2 separate regions of the Rattus norvegicus genome follow, and region 2 is linked to region 1. A link is a contact called in public Hi-C data. All regions are on one chromosome and are shown on one strand. Each heading gives the region's core, a stretch centred on a gene start, on an enhancer-like site or on the middle of the called end of the contact. The rest is flanking DNA. Distances are from core to core; before and after follow the strand shown.

Region 1 (6,516 bases), core at 1,318-3,817:
CTTGGAAACTGCACTAAAACTTTGTTACAGTCAGGACAGCGGCACACGCGTGCCTTTAGTCCTCACATTCCAGCACGGCAGAGGCAGAGCCCCCGTGAGTTCAAGGCCAGCCTGCTCTGCACAGTAACGAACAGCAGCAACCGAAAGAAAAACAGTACAGAACCCTGATTGGTGGGGGTCAGAGCTGCAGCTCGCTCGGTTGGTAAGAGCGCTTTTCCTAGAGTGCAGGAAGCCCAGGACACCTGTGACACCAGTTTCAGGGAAACTGAATGGACGGACAGACGGATGGACAGATGGATGGACAGACAGACGGATGATGGGCGGACAGACGAATGAATGAATGAAAATGAATGAATGAATGCAAAGAAGGGCTTCTTCTGCATCCACCTACAATGTCGCACTGGTGACCGGCACAAGGAAGGAGCTTGTCTGTGGTACTGCCTGTGGCCACATCTTTCTCCCTGCATCAAGGAAGAAGATATTTATCTGTCCCTTTGGAAGCCATGGCATTTGAAAGGAAGGAGGCTGGTTTCCCAGCAAAATGTGGCCTAGAGGACCTCCTTCTCCCACCTCCCAACCCCACTTCCCATAGGGAGCAGGGGGGTGGGGAGGGAGCATGGAGCATGCATGCACATGTGCACACACACACACACACACACACACACACACACACAAGCATGAGCTATCAAGGAATGCTTCCTGTTTTTCCCTCCTGAAAGTATTCTGGATGGATAAAACTGGGGAATCAAAGAGTGTGCCTACCTCTGGGGGCTGGGGAAAGGCAGAATGGTTTTTAACCCTCTGCTCTCTCCCACTTATGAGTTGCACAGCCAGCCAGGCTCTGGTGCCCTTGGTGGATCTTATGTGCAGCTGGGAATCGAACCCAGGTCTTCCTGAACACTTGGCAGGCACTCTAAGGACTGGTCTACACCCCCACGCCAGATTTTAACGTCTTGAGGGCCATTCATTCATTCATTCATCGGTCCATGAGGTCATCTCCGAGTACCAACTTTATGTGAGGACATAGAGACGGCCGTGATGGGGTCCCCAATGTCACTAAGGATAATGATGCCTAAGTGCTGAAATGATGAAGCACCACACACTGGGTGGGTGTGATTTCTCCACCTCAGACTGGGAACGCCGGGACTGTACCAGCAAAATAGCCTCCCACAGCCTCGGAACTGGTGGGTGTGAGTAAGGGCTGGGCTTAGAACCCAGTAGCCTGGCAACTGGCACCCGAGTGCCCCTTGGAGACCTGCCATCCTGTCTGTGGCATTTGAGTGACTCAACTCTGGCAGTTCTAACAGAGGCAATTTCTCTCTGGGCGTGGGTAGGAGGCCTCAGATGGGCTGCTCTGTTTATGCCTTTTTGTACCTGGCCATTCTAGAGCAGAGGTGAGGAAGCCCAGGAGACCAGAACAGGGTTGTGGTTACCATACGGGTAACTTCGGCTGTCCTTTCTGGACACTGTTAGCCCCCACCTCTTTCCCATTTCTAGAATAGACTCAATTTACGGCCAGACTTGTCGTTTTGTTTGACTGGGTAGGTATCTGACAGCTCAGTCTGATCTTGAACTCACTACGTAAGGAGAGATGACCTTGAACTTGTAGATCTTCTTGCTTTTAACTCTGTTAGTGCTAGGATCGCAAGCGCACGAGACCGTCCTGACTTCTGTGGCGTTGGGGGATGCAACCAAGAGCTTCTCGGACGCTAAGCACGCTCTACAAACTGAGTCTGCTCATCAGTCTGGATTTGCTTGGTTTTGCATTTTTTCCCTGAAGCTTCTAGTCGAGCTTCTGTCCGATTGGTGAACACACCTCGAATCGCTCAGCCGGTTTCTGCATTCTAGGTTCGATTAGCTCAAAAAAAAAAAAAAAAAAAAAAAGTGCTTTCTAATTGTACTGCTTTCTCCCATGCTGAAGTCGGAAGGAATCCCCTTCCCGCCCAGGTCCTAGACAAACTAAATATTAGCTAAGGACTCTGAGTAACCTTGAGATCGGTTGACTGCAGATGCTGGGTGTGAGGAAGCTTCTTGTTGTTTTAAGGTTTATTTTTATCTTATATTTATCAGTGTTCCCCCCCCCCCCCCGCATGGATATCCGTGTGCCATGTGGGTTCCTGTTTCATTCTGAGATCAGAAGAAGACATTAGATCCCCTGGAACTGGAGTCACACGTAGGTGGTTGCAAGCCGCCCCTACAGGTGCTGCAGACAGAGCCTAAGTTGTCTGCAGAAGCAGCCGCTGCTCTTAATCGTTGAGCTAGACGTGAAGAGAGCCTAAGGTGATTCTGCAATTCTATCTCTTTAAGACCCAGGGCTCTTAGGCACAAGTCAGCCTGCAGGATCTTTAGAGGTTCCAGGGAGGGAGAGGGGGTGGTGGTGGTATTTGAACTGAAAGTGCTGACAATCAGCAAAAGACCTCATCCCTTTCTGCTGGCCTCAGTGGCTCTGCCCCTGTCCCGCCTGCACCCCCCTCCATTTATTTATTGCAATGCTGTTCCCAGACCCGCTGCTGTGTCAATACTGATAAAAGCGGTCGTCCTACAAACAGGTGCAGCTGGGAACTGCCCCTTGGACAGCTGCCAGGGTAATGTGATCACTCAGCTGGGGTGACCTGCCTCTGCCCAGCCTCCGCTTGGGTTCCAGTCAAGGCAAGTGTCCTTGGGCGGTTCCTGTGCTCTGAAGGTCCAGCCTGGCATCGTGGACTTGTTCGGGCGGGGCGTGTGTGCGTCTGCTGGAATGGGGTGGGTGTGCACCCGAAGGAGCGAGGGTTCCAAGGATTCTCTTTCAGTTTCTTCAAATTAGATAGGCCAGCTCCCCTGCAAGCATTTGACAATTTTTTTTCTCCAAAACATCACCAGCAGGTATTTCTAGGTAGGATATATACATTTAAATATATATTTCTATATATATTTAATATCTATATATTATATATAAGTATATATATAAATGGGGCTATGACCAATACCAGAATATATTCTATGCATGTACAAAAATGTCATGATGAAATCTACGATTATCCATGGTTAATATATACCACTTAGAGTTTTTAAAAAAAAAAGCTCTTCAAGAAAAAAAAAATTAGTAAATTCTAACAGTAAAAGACAAGCGAACAAGTCAGTATTGGGCCAGTTCCAATTCCAGCACTTAGGAGGTAGAAGTAGGTGGATTTCTCTGAGTTCGAGGCCAGCCTGGTCTACAGAGCAGCCAGCAAGGGCTACATAACAAACTGTCTCAAAAATAATAATAATAAAAAATCAGTGTTTTGTCCCCCCCCCCCAAACCACCCTTTCCAAATTCGTACCAATGACCTGGCCCAAAAGGCATTTTCTGAGTACCAACCAGGGCCACGCTCCCGGATTACCTAAATAAACATTTGTGATCCACCCTCCCTTATCCACAACGCTTTGGGATGCCTACCAGACTCTGGTTTGAAAGATTATAGTTCATCGCCCCTCCCCCATTTGTGTTTTGTGCCCCCCCCCGCCCCCCAGCATCACTTCCCCTGGTCTCCAGGGTACCAAGCCTCTCCGGAAATACACTGGCTGGGCGGGTAGCCGCTGCTCCCAGAGGACGCAGGCTGTGACAGGGCTGCGGGAGCTGAGCCGCGGGGCGGGCCAGGCCGAGGACAGGGGCGGGCGCCCCGGCTGTCGCATGTCGCAGAGTTGCTCGTGGGAGGGAGGAGGTTGCTATGCAAATGGTACGGCCTACGGAGGCCCCTTTACCCAGGGGCCCTCTGGTTGCCAAAACAGACCATTCCCCGAGAACAGTCGCCTGGAAACGGGCGCTGTCATAGCAGCCTCGGGGTAACGGTGAGCCAGCCTGCTGCCAGGAGGTGCTGGGTCACGATGTGCAGAATTCAGCATCGCCCTCTCCCTTCCCACCAGTCTCCACCTCGGGGAAGGGCGTGGCAGCTCGGCCTCCACCAGAGAGGAGGGGGCAATAATTGGATTGGAGAGCTCCAGAAACCCATCAGCTGCTCCTCTCTGGGGACTGGGAGGCAGGAGGCTGCAGACTGTCTTTGTGATGGGTCTCAGCCCCTTTCTGCCCTGCAGCCGGGCCCTGACCTGGTGTGGCTGAGCCTTGTCGGTCTTCCTAGGTCTAGGACAGCAGTGTGAGCTCCCCGTAGGCCAGGGAAGGCAGACATTCATCAGATAATCAACAGAATGGAATTGGGCTGTGATGGAAAATGTGCATGACACCGAGATCTGACCCGGGTTTGAGGGGCTGGGAAGACAGGTGGCCTGTGGTCACCAGTCGATGCTTATTTACTTCATTCTTTCAAAACCTTGTCCGTCTACCTTATAATTTATGTTTACGTGTGAGTGTCTGGGCCAGGGTGTGTGTATGGATGTATACATGTGAGTGCAGGCCTGTCTCAGGTGTGTCAGAGATTCCCAGGAGCGCTGGAGTAACCGACAGTTGTGAGAGGCTGGGAATTGAACTGGGGTCCTCCACAGGAGCAGGGAGCTTGCTTTCCAACTGTCCCACCTCTTTAGTCGCTAGGGTTTTTTAGGTTTTGTTTTTGTTTGGCTTGGTTTGATGCAGGGTACTTCTACACGGCCTTGACTGGCCTGGAACTTGCTCTGTAGCCCAGGCTGATCTCAAACCCACAGAGATCCACTTGCCTCTGCCTAGAGGTGTGCACCTCCACCATAGCTGGCTTACATTAACATTTTTTTGGTTCCTCTGTGTGGGCATCAGATCCCCTAAAGCTGGTGTTAAAGGTAGAGTTTATAAGGCACCTCATGTGGGTGCTAGGAGCTAAACTCTGATGCCTTGCGGTAGCAGAAAGCGCTCTTAACTGCTAATCCGTCTCTCCAGCCCCACCATACACCCTCAACTCCTTCCCACAGCGCCACGGAAGGAAGGGCAGGTGTGGCGGCTCAGGGCTCTGATTCCAGCAGGACGTAGGAGGATGAAGAGTTCAAGGTCATCCTTAGCTACAAAGTGGGTTTGAGGTCAGCCTGGCCTATATGAGACTCTGTTGCGATAATTAGGCCATTCCGTGTTCGAGGAGGAGTAAGCCAAGCCACAGTTTAGGTGACATTTGTTGCCTCTTATGAGCAACCAGAACCCTTTGATCAACTTTCTTGTGTGTGGGGTTTTCTGACGTCGTAAATCCCACTTCCCCAAAGTAAAGGACAGATTATTTACTTTCCCAGAAACCCTTGCAGCTAAACCATAGGCATGAGACCTAGGGTCCACCCGTAGAGGCACGCACTGAAGTTTTTGATCTGGAAAAGGGCAACGGGGGGGGGGGGGGGTTGGGGATTTAGCTCAGTGGTAGAGCGCTTACCTAGGAAGCGCAAGGCCCTGGGTTCGGTCCCCAGCTCCGGAAAAAAAGAACCAAAAAAAAAAAAAAAAAAAAAGGAAAAGGGCAACGGAACAGAAAGGTACCCCGAGGAAAGAACTTTGGGAGCGTGGGCCTCCAAAACAGCACGAAGGCTGTCAAGTCCCTGGGCTGTCAATCCAGTTGCATCCCAGCTGGGGCAAGAGAGCTAAGGCAGGTTACAGGTAAGTCATGTAGACCAGTCTAGCCTTGAACTCAGAGGTAAGCCAGCGTCTGTCTCCCGAGTGCTGGGATCTGGAGAGATGGCTCAGTGGTTAAGAGTACTGATTGCTCTTCCAGAGGTTCTGAGTTCAAATCCCAGCAACCACATGGTGGCTCACAACCATCTGTAATATACATTAGATAAATAAAAATTTTAAAAAAAGTTTTAAATGTTTGCGTGTGTCTCTGCACACGCATGCAGTTGCCCTCAAAGGCGAGAAGAGGGCAGAGAAGAGGGCATCAGGTTCCCCAGAGCCGCAGTTACAAGCAGTTGTAGGTGATGGAACTGGATTTGGATCCCACACAAGGGACCCTACTATTGAAGCATTTCTCCAGCCCCAGAACATGTGTGTTTCTTTTCCTTCCTTTTTTTTCTCAGTGCCGAGGATCTGAACGCAGGGCCTCGCGCTTGTAGAGTGGGCGCTTTACCAACTGGACCATTTCTTCAGCTGCCTCGGTTCTTTTTCCTTCTCACTGAGACAGGAAGATTGGCAGTTCAAGGACAGCTTTCGCTACATAGGGAGAGCCCAGTCCAGTCTGGACCATACAAGACACTGTCTCAAAAATAAAAATAAAAATAAATTAAAAATAATAATAATAATAATAAAAAGATGACCTCTGAGGGTCAGGTGCAGGGTTGCTTGAGTGAGGTCATCCAGGGACGTGCAAGCCAGCTCTAAACACTGCAAACCCTTACTCAGCTGTACTCCAGCAGCAGTAAGCTCTAACAACCCCCATCCGACTTGTCTTCAGAATCCGATGCTGGCCATCACCCTCCAAGGCATGCCCTCGGCTCATCATGCCTTGTGACATTGTTCTGTTACCCAACAATCCCATTATACCTTGAGCAAGCATGACACATGTACTGTGACTCATCTATTGTTCTGCCCTCCCTCAGCTCTGGCCTCCGTGGCACTGACTGTCCCTCGGCTGGCATGTGTCAGAGTCTTGTTCTATGGCGATT
Region 2 (6,516 bases), core at 2,284-4,783, 52 kb before region 1:
CTCTTAAACCTGTGGTTTCAGACTTCAATAGCCGGCCTTTCCCACGACACCCACTCACCAGAAATAGGAAGGATGACAAGGGTTTTGATGAGCCATCACTGAGCAAGATGAGGTGATTCAATTCTTATGCTTACCGACCTACACTGACACTACCCAGAATGAGGTCACCGGGACCACAGTACTTAAGAGAGTTGTTGCCTTAAGGGGAGAAGGCTTCAATAGACCTTGATTTTTTTTTTAAACTTCCGTTTAGATACCAGGTCTCTGCTAATACTTAAAACTTTACAGGGTCTTGGAGTTGGGGCCGGATGTATATAAAACTTATTCCAGGAGTTGGGGATTTAGCTTAGTGGTAGAGCGCTTGCCTAGGAAGTGCAAGGCCCTGGGTTCGGTCCCCAGCTCCGGGGGGAAAAAAAAAAAACCAAAAACAAAAACAAAAAAAACTTATTCCAATTTGAGATGAAATAAAAAATGAAAGAAAAAAAAAAAGGCCTGGATGGGATTCCGAGGCCAAAAGGAGTAACTCTAACCCCAGTAGTTCGGGGCTCAAAGGCAGGTTAAACCCCTACTCTCCCCATAAGAAAATAAAACTAAGAAGGTGGGTAGGAATAGCACCCCCATACTCTCTTGCAATCCCCAAACCAGCCTTTCAAATATACCAACCCTAAAAATGGAAGGGAGAGCTGGGGGAGGCAAGGGAAGTTACCTGAAGAGACCCTTTGCCTAAAGTACACTTGGCCCTTGACGATCTCTTCGTCGTGCTCAAATGGAATATCTCCGCAGACCATGTCATAGAGCAGGATCCCCAGGGACCAAACAGCAGCCGACCTGCCGTGGTAGCGATGGTAGCGAATCCACTCTGGAGGACTGTACACTCGGGTTCCTACCAGCAGAGGGAATAGAAAGAAGCCGGCATTAGCAAAAATAAACAAAGCAAACGGTCGGAGCCCAGAGCCCTTCTTTAAAGATTTTTTTCCTCGGGACAGAGTTTCTCTGTGTAGCCTTGACTGTCCTGGGACTCACTCTGTAGGCCAGGCTGCCCTGGAGATCTGCCTACCTCTCCCAGTGCTGAGATTAAAGGCATGAACCACCACCACCACCACCACCACCAGGCTTTAAAATACTTCTTAAAGGCAGTGCCTGGCTTGGATTGGGCAGCACATGCCTTGAATCCCAGGTCTCAGAAGGCAAGACTTTGAACTTTAAAACAATCATACACATTATTTACACTACATCTCTGCCTCTTTGGTCCAGACAAGTGATATGGTACCTATCCAGGAACCCAAACCCTAAACCCAAATCCTTTACACACTGGCCCAAAAGACAGAGGCAGCGAAAAGCTGAATCGTGGAGGCCCTAATCACTCAGCGGGATAACCTTGAACTACAACGACTCCAAAGACTTTGCCAGATTAGTCTCATCTAGAACGGGCCACTTAAGGACCCTTATACACAACACTGAAGTCAGGGTGTGCTTTGGAAACTCTCCTCTGGGTTTTTTTTTTTTTTTTTTTTGGTTCTTTTTTTCGGAGCTGGGGACCGAACCCAGGGCCTTGCGCTTCCTAGGCAAGCGCTCTACCACTGAGCTAAATCCCCAACCCCTCTCCTCTGGGTTTTAGGCCCCGGACACCTACACTCTTTCCTCCCCAAACTGGAAAGGTACGATTGCAGGGCTGGTTTCAGACCACGTGATTCCTGTTTACAAACTTTGGGTAGTAAAAAAAAAAAAGGCGCTAACCTCAAGGTGCCCAACAGGGGGCAGTAAAGGCTTGCCCAGGGGAGGAAAACACAGGGGAGGACTCAGCCAGCCATTAACTGTTAAATACAAAAAATGCAGCCCAGCCCAGCATCCTCCAAAGAAATTCAAACCACAAGCCAGAGTCACAAGTTTTGAAAGGACGTAGTTTGTTGGGGTGAGCCGCTCAGATCATGACCCACCCTCGTGCTTTGATCTACTATTCCCTCCCCTCCTTTTCTGAAAGAACGCGATCCAAGCCCCTCCCTAGGATAGATAGGTTTTCAGCCTCCCTGAGGAGACACCCAACTAATTTTCAAACCAGCAACAGATCTAATTTCACAACATTCGTCCCAGGCCTCGTCACCCCACAATACCCCCGAGTGGAGTGAACCGCGGCTCTTAGTCCTTTGCCCTCAAAAACAAAACAAAACAAAACCCGGCAGTTCTACGAACTACCTTAAAACTCCCACACAAAAACAAAACTACAAACAAACAAAAAGAACCCGGCACTAAAGTCTCCCGCCACCACCGGCTCCACCTCCTACTGGCGAGAAAAGTGGGTCATACTTTAGAAATCTGGGCTACAGCCGGATTGCCCACGACCTCTTATTCACGGGGAAAGCATGGAATTTACTAAATTCCTACCAAAAAGAAAAACAAGCAAACAGCAGCAGCAGCAACAACAACAAAAAAACCAATCACGCCAGAAATGCTTGTTGCAGGTTTTCAACCAGCTTGAAATCCCCGGCTGTGCTATGCCGGGAAGCTCGCCTCTGCCCCACCCCTGCCAGCTCTGAGCCAGGCGGCCCAATGACCTTTACAAAGGGCCGGAGCCGAGGCCGCCGGAGGCTTCCAAGCCGGCACCTTGGGCAGAGCTCCCTCCCCGGGGCCTGGCTCACCGTCAAAGTCCGTGTAGACTGTGTCCTTGAGCAGCGCCCCCGACCCGAAGTCGATGAGTTTGAGTTCGCCGCGGTTCAGGTCGATTAAGATGTTCTCGTCCTTGATGTCGCGGTGGAGAACCCCGCAGTTGTGGCAATGCCGCACGGCCTCCAGCACCTGCCAGAAGAAGCTCCGGGCCAGCTCCTCCTGGAGGGCTCCTCGCTCGGTGATGAAGTCGAAGAGGTCTTGCACGGGTTCGGGCCTCTCCAGGATCAGCACGAAACTATCGGGCCTCTCGAACCAGTCCAGAAGTCTAATGACGCCCGAGAAGCCCGAGCTCACCTTCTTCAGCAGGACCACTTCCATGGGCACTCGGGTGCCGTTGGGCTGCAAGGGTGAGTGAGGGCGAGGGTTAGCGCGCCGGTTCCGGCACGCCCGTCACCACCCACCCACCCGGGCGAGGGTCTCGGGCTCTGGCTCACTCACCAGTTCCCCCCAGTCGGAAATCCGGTCCTTCTCCACGTGCTTGATGGCCACCTGGAGGAAAAGACAGACCCCCCGAGTCTCCATCAGACCCTCCAGCTCAAAGCATCCCTCCGCGCGCCCTCCCCAAGGCGGGGTTGCCCACTCACCGGCAAGTTGTCGGCGACGCGGATGCCCGAGTAGACCGAGCCGAAGCCACCGCTGCCCAACAGCGGGCCCACCTGGTACTGCGACTCCAGGGGCTCCTTCTCTTTGCCTGGGAGAGAGGCACGGGACACTAAGCGCGCGCGGCCCACGCGGGGGTCCCCCCCAACGACCCGCGCGCCCGGGGTGGGGTGGGGACACTCACCCGGCGCCAGCTTGTTGGCGTGCAGGTCGTTGCAAGGCGCTGCGCGCAGGTGGGCCAGGGAGTTGATCTTGGACAGGAGCATCCCCACCTCCAGGGTGTCGGTGCGGCGCCGGTGCCGGGACGAGCAGCAGCGGCGGCGGAGCGAGCTGGGGCTGAGCCGACGGCCCGGACTCAGACTGCGGGTGGTGTTGCGGCTCGGGCTGCGGCTGGCGCGCAAGGCCGAGGGCGAGTCGGAGGACGACTGAGGGCGCTGGCGGGGCTGGCGGCAGGAGGGCTCGCCGGCCGGGTCAGGCAGTGCGGAAGGCGGCGGGGCGAGAGGCGCCGCGGGACCCAGGGCTGCTGCTGACTGTGACTGCTGCTGCTGCTGCTGCTGCTGCTGCTGCTGCTGCTGCTGCTGCTGCTACTGCTGATCCCGCCGCCGGCGCTGCCGACTCCCCTCCAGCCTCCTCCGCCGCCACGGCCGCTGCTGCAGACGCCCGGCTCGCCCCGCCGCCAGGAGTAAAGGGGCGGAGCGCGCCGCTGGGGAGGGCGCGCGCGGCGGGCGGGGACGGGGCGGGGCCTCTCCGGGAGGCCGAGGTGGGGAGCCGGGCTGGCGCGGCGGCGGAGGGCGGAGAGGGGGCGGGGAGGCGGCGGGACCAGGGCCGCTCCCCTCCGCTCCGCCCCCTCGCAGCTACACCCCTCGGCCTCGGCCCCGCCCCCGGGCGAGGCTGCAGCCAACCATAAGCGGCCTGATCTGCATAAGGCGTTGCGGGCCCCGCCCGGGCCCCGCCCCGCGCCTCGCGGTCAGAATGGTCGCTAACGCCGCCACGACGTGGCGGGAAGGAAAAGGCGCCAAAACGGAGGGGGAGGGGCGCTGGGCGTGCAGGGAGGCGGGGAGCTGGGTGGCGCGCGCGGCCGGGGGAGGAAGGATGGGGAGGGGCGTATCGATTCAAACCCAAACAATAACAAAGCCATCAAAGGCCGCCCGAGGCCAGCTCCGCCGGCTCTGCGTTTCCCGGAGATTTGGGGTGTGGTGGGGGGTCGAGGGTTGGAGCTGGAGCGTAGCAAGTTGTGAGGAATGGAAGGGCGTTGGTGTGGCCGGCGCGGAGGCCATGAGCAGGGGGACCGCGTGTGTGTGGATGCCGACCAGGGTGGTCCTCTGGTGTGACTCAGCCGGGAGACCTCCAAGGCTGCTGGGGTGGGTTGACGATGCACTGTGGGCTAGATCCCGGGGGTGGCGATTGTGTTTCGGGGGGCGAAGGGCTGTGCAAGACGTGAGTCACCGGCGTTTGCACACCGAGGGAGTCACAGGCCTGCGAGGGGAGTTGGGGGGGGGGGAACCTGGGCTGCGAGGAGCGGGTGACAAAAGATTCTCAATTTAGAAAACGAAAAAGAAAATCATAAGATACCAGAAGGTTCTGATCCCCTCAGAAAGGATCCGGGTCCGAGCGCCTGGGAGAGAGAAAATCACGACACAAATGTTAGCTCTCTCCTGCCAGATGCTGCCTCAGCCCCTTCCGAGAGGGCGGGAGGAGCAGGAAAATTCCTGATCGCGGGCGAGGGTGGGAGGGTGCCGCTGGGTTTAATCAGAGGTTGCTCCTGTAGTCACCTTCTTTCTCATCAGCTTGGTATTAGCAGTCAGGCGATACCAGCTATTCTTGGCCCGGGACCGGAGCCTTGTCTCAAAGGAAAGGCCCCACGTGCACGTGGAAATACCGCGTCTTTTGTCCTTTTAAACTTCAGGGAGAGTTGATAACGACGTGTGAAATTGGGAGACTCTCATTCTGTGTAACCTATACACTGAGATGCTAGTGGCAGGGAGTCATTGAAAGCCAGCTACACCCCATTTTCGTTATTTTTGCTTTTTTTTGGGAGGGGGGCGGTCCGAGAGATCTTGAAAGGAGCAGACTGTCGAGCCTGTTACAAAGCCTGTTACAGATGTAGTCATTAACGTGTTTAAAGGCTTCCTTTACAAGTTTTCCGTGGTGCTTATAAAGATACCCAGAGACTCCGTAACAAAACATTACATATTTCCCTTTTGTTTTTGTTCTGTGGCCCAGCTCATTCATTTCTGATGACGAAAGGAGAAAAACCCAGGGGAACAAGAGTTACTTCCTTTTTTGCAGATAGGAAAATGAATCGTAAGTGGGATGACACAGGGTCATACGACAGGCTGGGGAATGACCCAAATTCTGCTCCTGAGGGTTCAGAGCTTTCCTTTAAACTCCTGTGACACTGGCATTGAACAGGGCATCAGAAAACAGGTATGCCTAGAATTGGGCCCAGCATTCTGGTCCAGGCCAGCCTTGTCTACATAGAGAAAAATCTGTCTATAAATAAATTACTTTAAAAACACCAGTGTACCTCCAGTCCCATCAGGTCCTCAGCTCTGTCTAAACAAGACTATTTCCACTTGTTTTCAATCTCCCAGCACATTCCGGGCTTTGTGACTCTGAAAACCAAGTCCACCTGTCCAAAGGGCCCTGTCCTCTTCTCGGAATGTGTTTGATGTTGGGAAATAAATCCAGAGTCCTACACGTGCACCCTGCCCCTGAGCTACGCGCCAGGCGCCAGACCTCTCTCCTCTTATCCAGAGCCCTGCGTTCTGAACGAGGAACACGTCGTATTTGCACATTGTTGCTGGACAAACTCCCAAGTCTTCATTCACTGTCCCTCCTCCACCCATCTGACAGTCATGTGGGGTTATTACAAAGGAAAAAAAAATCTTTCTGGTCAGAGGATGCTGTTTAGTGGGTAGAGTATTTGCTTGCCAGACATAAAATCCTGGGTTCGATTCCCAGCAATACGTGAATGGTACCTTGGGCATTGCCCCTGATCCCAGGACAAAGGAGGCAGAGGCAGAAGGATCAAAAGTTCAAAGTCAGTCGGAGACGCAAAAGATCTTGTCTTCAAACAACAAAAAACTACCTGTACATACACTATCTCTTCATTTATTTATCCCACCTACCCACTTCGTTTTCCTTTTCCTAATTAATATACAATCTCACCGCGCATTCCAAAGACGGGACAGTTCTCAAATTCGTGGGTCTCTTGGCTTCCTGCCTTCCCACTTGCCTACACGGCAAGCG

The links. A called contact is a pair of places that touch in the nucleus more often than the background predicts.
Region 2: a contact with region 1 is called in a Hi-C map of liver, with 2.1 times the contacts expected there. The contact joins the promoter of Pim1 here to the enhancer-like site in region 1. A contact is called at or near these places in 3 of 12 Hi-C or Micro-C datasets (frontal cortex, liver and mammary epithelial cells).

What each region holds. Positions count from the first base shown.
Region 1 is chr20:7,500,537-7,507,052 of GRCr8, reverse strand. LOC108349043 (a long non-coding RNA gene) reads right to left here and starts at 6,113. Exons shown (of 2, transcript XR_010061023.1): 1 at 3,419-6,113; 2 at 2,029-2,817. LOC134483869 (a long non-coding RNA gene) reads left to right here. Exons shown (of 2, transcript XR_010061024.1): 2 at 1-3,456. LOC102547357 (a long non-coding RNA gene) reads left to right here and starts at 6,074. Exons shown (of 3, transcript XR_362054.5): 1 at 6,074-6,516. Within about 2 kb of position 2,567, at least 22 of the 93 cell types and tissues checked have an H3K27ac peak or open chromatin away from gene starts, as enhancers often do. A contact at or near this core is called in liver, where this site is marked.
Region 2 is chr20:7,553,513-7,560,028 of GRCr8, reverse strand. Pim1 (Pim-1 proto-oncogene, serine/threonine kinase) reads right to left here and starts at 3,533. Exons shown (of 6, transcript NM_017034.1): 1 at 3,449-3,533; 2 at 3,249-3,355; 3 at 3,103-3,153; 4 at 2,637-3,003; 5 at 707-883. The coding sequence starts at 3,530.